Regions from separate parts of the Danio rerio genome. Here region 1 is linked to region 2. Evidence: chromatin contacts called from public Hi-C data. All regions are on one chromosome and are shown on one strand. The core of a region is the stretch at or near the end of the contact, and the rest is flanking DNA. Distances in the headings are between cores, read along the strand shown.

What was found. Hi-C and Micro-C count contacts between places; a contact is called where the count stands out from the background.
Region 1: a Hi-C map of an unstated tissue shows a contact between it and region 2, with 3 times the contacts expected there. The contact joins two enhancer-like sites. A contact is called at or near these places in 2 of 18 Hi-C or Micro-C datasets (caudal fin and an unstated tissue).

What each region holds. Positions count from the first base shown.
Region 1 is chr20:40,709,275-40,713,288 of GRCz12tu, forward strand. It overlaps adgrg6 (adhesion G protein-coupled receptor G6), which reads left to right. Exons shown (of 24, transcript NM_001369129.1): 6 at 2,690-2,772; 7 at 2,917-2,969; 8 at 3,080-3,094; 9 at 3,520-3,659. Among named protein-coding and RNA genes, the nearest start is that of trnaf-gaa, 23 kb to the right of the region's middle. Within about 2 kb of position 1,662, at least 5 of the 62 cell types and tissues checked have an H3K27ac peak or open chromatin away from gene starts, as enhancers often do.
Region 2 is chr20:40,584,347-40,588,495 of GRCz12tu, forward strand. All of the region lies in intron 1 of vta1 (vesicle (multivesicular body) trafficking 1), which reads left to right. Among named protein-coding and RNA genes, the nearest start is that of vta1, 11 kb to the left of the region's middle. Within about 2 kb of position 2,400, at least 7 of the 62 cell types and tissues checked have an H3K27ac peak or open chromatin away from gene starts, as enhancers often do.

The DNA.
Region 1 (4,014 bases), core at 412-2,911, 120 kb after region 2:
CTTTAACAAAAGGTTACGGCAGGACAAACTTGTCAGAAACTGATTATAGTCTAACCGATACCACCCCTTTTCTTTTTTCATCAGCCTCCCAACAGAGCTCTTTCGACTATCTCCCCAATCAAACTATTTTACTCATAGAGCCTTTGGCAGCGAGCCCTCTCACTCCTCAAGGCAGCTATACCCTCACAACAGAGACACTTGTTATCTCCTCTCTCTCCCCCTCTCATAGTGTCGAGCCAGTGGCTGAACTGCTTATGGATTCAACCCACAGCGCTGCCACTCTTATTGAGCCTCAGAGTTCAATGCCTACTGAAGGGGTTCAAAGTGACTTCTTAATGACACAGGCCATCAGACCCAGTCCGTTGTCTTCCTTGCCGCACACTGATGTTTTCCCATCTCTGACACCTGGCTCAGCCCAAATTCTCTTTATCTCAGATCCCAAAAACAACACTGACCTGGTTTTACCCTCAATGAACAATCAGTTTATCCTCTCTGAAAACCCTCAAGTCGTTCACTCCAGCCAATTCCCAAATTCTAGGGTTTTCACTTTGTATCCGAGCATCGCAGGTGGCATTTCTACGTCAGTAGACGGCAGCTGGTCCAAATCAGAGTCACCTCTGGCGCTGGAGCCGTCGCTTATACACAGATTGCCAGAGACCCTTTTCAGAGGCTTAAGCAGGCAAGGCGATGTTAATCCTTCAGAGGTCGATCTGAGGGACTTGTCACATATGCCTCATATTTCTGTCAATGCTAGTTCAGAATTACCAAACAGTTCTGCGGTGGCCCTGACAGATGAACAGAGAGGCTCTCAGTCTTGGCCCGTTAATTCAGATGCCCAAACTAAAGCAGAGAGGATTAATATATCTCCCAGTTTGCCCTCCCTCAACATTTTGGACTCTGTACGTGGCATGGTCACATCGACATGGTCAGCCAACACCACAGCTGACAGGGAAAGTTCCCAAATTTCATCAACTGAAATATTTCCCTCACATTTCCTCAATTCAATAAGAAACCATAGACCAGATGAGGCCTCACCTTATGAAACCAAATTCAGATATCAGTCAGAGACAATAGACATTTCTAACTTCATAGAACCAGGCAATGTCTTTCCTTCTCGCTCTAAAGAGAAGGTTTACCATGATAGATTTATTATTTCTAGTGCTTACACTCGAATCAGCAGTACAACCCACAAATACATTGAAGCCACCCCTACCACATGGCCCTTAAAAACAACTCTGAACATCCCAGATGTCTCTAAGTCATTTAAGAAAAAGCAGATTTCGAACACTATTCAAGACTATGAATTGTTTAAAATAAATATGCACACAATTGAACCATTCCACACTCAACCTCATTTGCAAATAACTATGACTTATGCAGATCTGTCATCTCATACACCACCAAACACTCCTCTTCATCAATTTCACACTTCTATAAGCAGCATGCCATCAGTACTTGAATGGACTGCCTCCATTTCAGTCTTTCAACCATCCAAATCAATACACATCTCAAGCGGCTACAGTGAAGACCTGCTGGACGCTAAACATGTCCACTCTTCAACAACAAAGTGGCCATTTTGGGCCAAGAATGAATCAGCAAACCCCTCCAGCCACAGCCACAATGTGCTCGTTGTTCAACCCGCCACCACAGATACCAAGACGCATCCGACTCCAGCTATTGACGACCAGCCTTTTGTCCCAACAAATGGCACAGCCGCCACCCCAGCCAATGGAGTCATCCCAAGTTTTGGCTCGGTGCACGCTGGTGCCACCAATGGGACCACTACAGACCCTCATGAACTGGCCCCATGTCCATGTAAAGCTCCCTTTCATATTACATGTCTGTGTGGACTTTCAGCCGGGAACAGTATGTTTTCCAATAACGATCTAGACCTTAGAAAGAGAAATAGTTTCTTTTATTACTGAATCCTGACTTTCTGAGCAAGTGAACGAATCGTAGAATGATGGTTACCCAATTGTGGGGAAAAATGAGGGTCTTCTTGCTGTGCAGATTAAAATCCTATTTGATTTACTAGAGTATATTAACCATAGCCAGTTCTGACAATCATTGATTTTCAGCCCTCTTAATGTACTGATTTGCTCACTCAGATCGAGTGCATAGCTCTCTTGAAATTATCCAGATTTATATCATTCTTCCTTCTTAGGAGACTGCCATATTTAATCATTTATTTCACCTTGACCATTTTAGTTTTACTTCAAGAAGGATTTGCTCTCTGACAATTTTACGAGAGAATCCTTGTGTGGATTGAAAGTACAGTGTGCTATCTTAAGAAGCTGTCTCATATTTTCAATTTGTGAAGTCAGTTTTTGAAATGTTATTATATCTGGAGTCTCCTAAGAAAGCCTTGGCATGGTGTAGTACTGCATCATAAAGTAGTCCAGCACTAACAACTCAAGATACATGAGAGCCATCTTGTGGTAGAAGTGCAGCATAGCAGTAGCTCTCAAAATGCATTGCTTCATGTACCGAGAATGTGATTAATGGCAAATCCTCTATACTGAACTTGTTTATGTAAGACTTTGGGTTGATTTGGTTTAGCAGACTGATTTTAAGATCTGTTTGGTAATTACCAAGACATAGACTACTGCTATGCATCACAGAAATAAAGCAAGTGAATTAAATACCTTTTTTGACGTGCAACTAAAAATTTCTTTATCTACTATTACAGAGGATATTTTCTACAGATCAACCCTTGTGGTTACTGATGAACAAACTCCAGATAGAGATGCTACGGCGATAATATCTCAATGGGTATATTTTTACACTTTTCTTATATATTTGTTTTCTTTTACTGTTAAATGCATTTTAAATGGCTGTTACAAAGCTACTGAAAATTATTATAGACTTTTATTTTACACTTAAATTATTATACACATGTTTTTTGATGTTTTACAGCTCAATCAGACATTTCAGAACTGGATGTATAGAGTTTATGTTGATGGCATCAGGTATGGTTCTTTTAAAAATCTAATTATAACAGTAAACATTCATTTTTTCTTTAACTAATGACTTTTACCATTTGAGTTTTTAGTCTTCAGCTTATCACTGTTCTCTCAAGGATCACAACCACACGGTAAAACATTTCAGACTGCTTATTTATATTTTTATTAAAAAGATATTCCATTAGGCTAATTGGTAACACTTTATTTAATTGGTCCAGTTGAGTGTTAGACTGTCTGCTTAATATCTGTTGATACTGCTCCTTCAACAGATGTTTAACTGACTATAAGAAACTTTGCAAGTACACGTCAGCTTACACTAACCCTTATCCCTAACCCCAACCCCAACCTGACAGTCTACTTGTAATCTAATGAGAATTCGTTGGCATGTTAAACTCAACAACTTAATTTCAACAATTTAAGCTGGCAACTTAAATTCAGCAAATGGACCATCAAAATAAAGTGTTACTGCCTATTTATATGCATATATATATATATTTTTTTTTTGCTAATCTATCGAAACAGATTTGTTGTTGATGTGATATTGCATTTTTCACAGACAAATCTACTTGGCGCTACTGGTGTATAAGAATACCACCGATGTGAATCTGGCAGAGGTGGAGATTGAGAGCATGCTGAGAAGTGCCCCTGCTATTGGAAATGGCTTGACTTTAGACAGTGTTACCGTGAACTTAATGGGTATGGCATGCTTTACAGTGACAATTCAGTAACCATAAATAATGAGTATTTTTGCTTGGATATTGTTTAATAACGTGATATTTTTAGTGTTTTAATTAATATGAATTAATACAAATTAATATTACTGAGCTCTTCTTAAATATAGGTAATGTTGTATTTGTCTTGATACCTATAAGTGCATTTTGAAGTCATTAAAGATGAGATATACAGTGCTCAGCATAATTGAGCTATGCTCATAATTGAGTTATGCATTTCTCTTTTTTGAAAATGCATATTTTTATCCATTCCTCAGTGAATATAGGCAATAGATTGTAGTGAATTTAAACAAAACAGATTTGTAAAACAGATGTTGATT
Region 2 (4,149 bases), core at 1,150-3,649:
CAACAATTTTTTTAAAACATTTTTTGCTTCTTTTGTTTTTTTCTCTTTTTTAAAATTGTATTTAATATTTTTCTATAACATTTAAATTTGGTTGTACTAGTGTACTGTACTGTACTAGTTATCGTAAGTTATTTTGTTAGATAAGCTCCAGATTTGGCTTCAGTACTGACTAATCTATTGTATATGCACAAATATAATATTGTGCTTCCTATTAAAATATAAATTTAAAAGAGAGATTTGTGAGTGGTGTACTACTTGTACAGTTGAAATCAGAATTATTACCCCCCCCCTTTATTTTATTTTCCAATTTCTGTTTAACATAGGTAAGATTGTTTTTTAACTAATTTCTAAACATAATAGTTTTAAAAACTCATTTCTAATACCCAATGTATTTTATTTCTGCCGTGATGACATTAAATAATATTTTGCTAGATATTTTTTAAGACACTACTACACAGCAACTAGTTTAATTAGGTTAATTAGGCAGGGGTGCGTTTCCCAAAACCATCGTTAGCCAACTAAGGTTGCAAGTTCTGTCATTACAAGCATAGTTTGTTGATTTGCCGTTACCCAAATCCGTTGCTCCAATGAACATTCGCAAACTGCATTGCAAACTTGAGCGCTAGCAACTACAGCTCTGGAGCTGTATTTGCAGTGTAGTTCCTGTGTTCTATTCCCACTTATCGCCCCTATGCCCTGTTCATTTAGAACCTTCTAACATTTGAACGTTGAATGATTAAAAAAAACATTAAAGTCATCTTTCTTAGGTCTAATTTGCTTTCAAACTATTTTTACATTTCAGTTTTAGCGATCTTCATGTTTATAATTGTGCTCCCTTCGCAGTGCACTTTGAAAGCTTTGATGTCATTTTGAACACAGCCTCAAGCGAAAGCTATAGGTGACCTATTATTTAAAAGCGAATTTATATTACGTCTCCAAAGCTTGTGAAAACAAAAAGCATATGTTAATTATTTTAATTTATAGTGGGTTGTTTATTAAGTATCTGTACTGTATATGACATGGGCCTGCCGGTTAGAACTTTCTGCCGTGGTTTACAAGTGTCAAATTGTAAATGTAGATTTTTATAAAAAATAATAAATAAGCGGTACCCTACTTAATAATAATAATAATTATAATAATAATAATCATCATCATTATTAAATTGTTTTTTTTTCAGATCCTAATATATAATAAATTACATTTCATTTTATAATAAATTGCCTTAGTATTATTTATTCATTCATATGATTTATATATGATATTAGAATAGATGTTAGCTTTTGTAAGTGATTTGTTTTAGAATAAGATATGTCACTCTCAATAATATTTGTAAAATAAACAAATATTTGTGTATTTGTGCCATTTACAAATATTTCAGTTAATATAGAAAACGAATGCATGTTTTAACCAAAAAAAATATTGAAGAACTACGTCGTTCTTTTTTCAAACGATGCATTGTACCATGATAGTTCAGCCTTAAGTTGTGTCGTTGTTCAGGAAACGCACCCCAGGATAGGGTGATTAGGCAAGTTATTGTATAAGGATGGTTTGTTCTGTAGACTACCAGAAAAAATATATAGCTTAAAGGGGCTAATCATTTTGACCTTTAAAATGGTTTTAACAAAATTAAAATGACTAAAAATGAGACTTTTGGGAAATATATAAAAAAAGAGGGGGCTAATAGTTTTGACTTAAACTGTATATGCTGAGCCATATATATTATGACGATGCATCTATGACTTTTGCTTATCATATTTTCTTCAATATCTAAAAAGTTTAAACAATTTTGTAATGGGAATTAAAGTTTTATATATATATATATATATATATATATATATATATATGTGTGTGTGTGTGTGTGTGTGTGTGTGTATATATATATATATATATATATGTGTGTATATATGTTTACACTTTTTATATATATATATATATATATATATATATATATATATATATATATATATATATACTTAGTCATTTTGATGCCTTGTAGTGTATTCTTACAGCCTTAATTTTTTTATTGCACAATCATTTCAATGATATAATAAATGAAAGGACAAATTTTGTTCTACTTCAAAGTGCTGGTAATAGAAACTGTTTTTTCAAGATTAAGAGGATTAATGTTTCCTATGAAGGCATCGTAATGTGCAACATCCATGTGCGCAGTGGCAGATTAATGTGGCCATCTTTAGTTGTGCTCTTCTGATGCTTGTTTCTGCTCTGGCTTCTGTCTCTTTGACAGAGCTTCAGTTCTCTGATTGGCACCATGCTGTAAACCTATGGAAAAGGCCCTCTTTGACATTGTTTTCCTTCCTTCTCGCTGGACCTTATCCAGTCTTCAGACTGAGCAGCAGCTACATAATAACATCCTTGTAGTAGGGAAAGCAGTGTGCGCGGGCTGACATTCCTGAATATACAATTCGGTTCTTACTGCAGATGTCAGTGAAATACTCGGGCATGTCCTCGACTGAAGAGTCACGCTGTCTTTCGTCTGTCAAACGTCAAGCTTGCGTTAATGCTTACTCGGCCATAATGAGTTTCTGAAATATTGTAGAGCGCTTTGTTGTCCCTAAATGGGTGCAATCTGGTGTGCAGCCTGGGCATGCAAAAAGCCTGATCAACACTTTTCATTCAGGCTATACTACTGAATTAAACCCAGATTGGCTAAAGGCCCTCATATACTATAGTTGAAATCAAAGAATTAACTCCAAACTTTTATGTTTCATGAGTTTGAAACAGTTTAACAGTTTAATAGTGAATTTGTAAGAGAATGTAAAGGTCCACCCTAACTGGTAAACCCCTTCAAAGTACCATTGGTCAGTGGTGGTTGAGTAATAGGTGTGCTTTGTGACTCCTCCTCCTTTACATAAAGCTTTTTCTATTTCCTCTTATCATGTGCGCCAGAGTAGATGCTTTTTAGGAGAAACTAAAATGGCATTTTAATCAGAAGAAACACTAGTTTTTTAACATTTTTTAATTTTTAACACTTTTAAAAGCCGTTACACTAAGCACAACACAAAAAGTGAGGTAAACTGACAAACTGTACTTTCGCAATGGTCAAATACATAATTGAACAATAATTTTTTTTGGCTGCCTGAACACTTATCCTTTTTTTTTTTTTTTTTAATACTGGTATTAAAGGGCACCAATTATGAAAATCATGTTTTGTAAGATGTTAGGACAGAACTGTGTTTAGGTATAGTGTTTTCACAGTCATATTGGAGTAAATTATTATTATTGTTATTTTTAATTTCTTGGCTTTAAAATAGGATCCAAATCGTTCCCATTTTGAGGCCCACTGCAACGTGATGTAGGAGTGTGGTTTCCCCGCCCACCGTATTGATTGCCAGAAAAGTAATAACATGTATCCGTAATAACACATAATCATATTAACAAGACAAGACGTGTGCAAAGCATCTGCTGTTAAAAGATCTCTTCAGCTCTCTGTGAACATCAGTCATCAATAAATTCGATCAAGTATGAGTTTTACTGGTTAGTTTTTAAAACTGTGCATGTTTGTTATGAATTAAGGTGATATTACCATCTTTTATCACCATAGCCGCATGCCAGTACAATTATAAAAGAGGACGCTTTAATCTCAGTGTGTGGTTGTTAAATCAAGTTTATTTTGTACATCAACATAACAGATATCCACACAGCAGTGGATATTAACACATATCCTGTCACATTTGCATGCAATAACTGTGCAAAGTTAAACGTACACAATGTGTGTGTGTGTGTGTCCACTGTGTGTATGTCTGTGTGCGTTCATTGTAACTTTTTAATGACATTGTGTGTGACTCACTGTTGCAACTCCCCAACAAATACATCAAATAATCATTGGGAAAGTTCTTACTGTAGTATTTCTCTCAAATGTTACGTGAGATCTCCTTCTCTCATGTCTGTCACTGTGACGGAGATTGAGGCACACTCTGACAGGCACGTGGGAATGGTGGGCAGGGAGAACTAGCATTAAAGGCACAGGCAACAAAAACAGCTACATTGTGTTCAGAGCAGAAAATTTTAACATTCTTAAAGGTATAATAAATAATCTGATGGGTGTTTTGAGCTGAAACTTTACAGACACATTCTGGAGACACAACACTTATTTTAAATCTTGAAAAAGAAAATGGGTGCCCTTTAAAG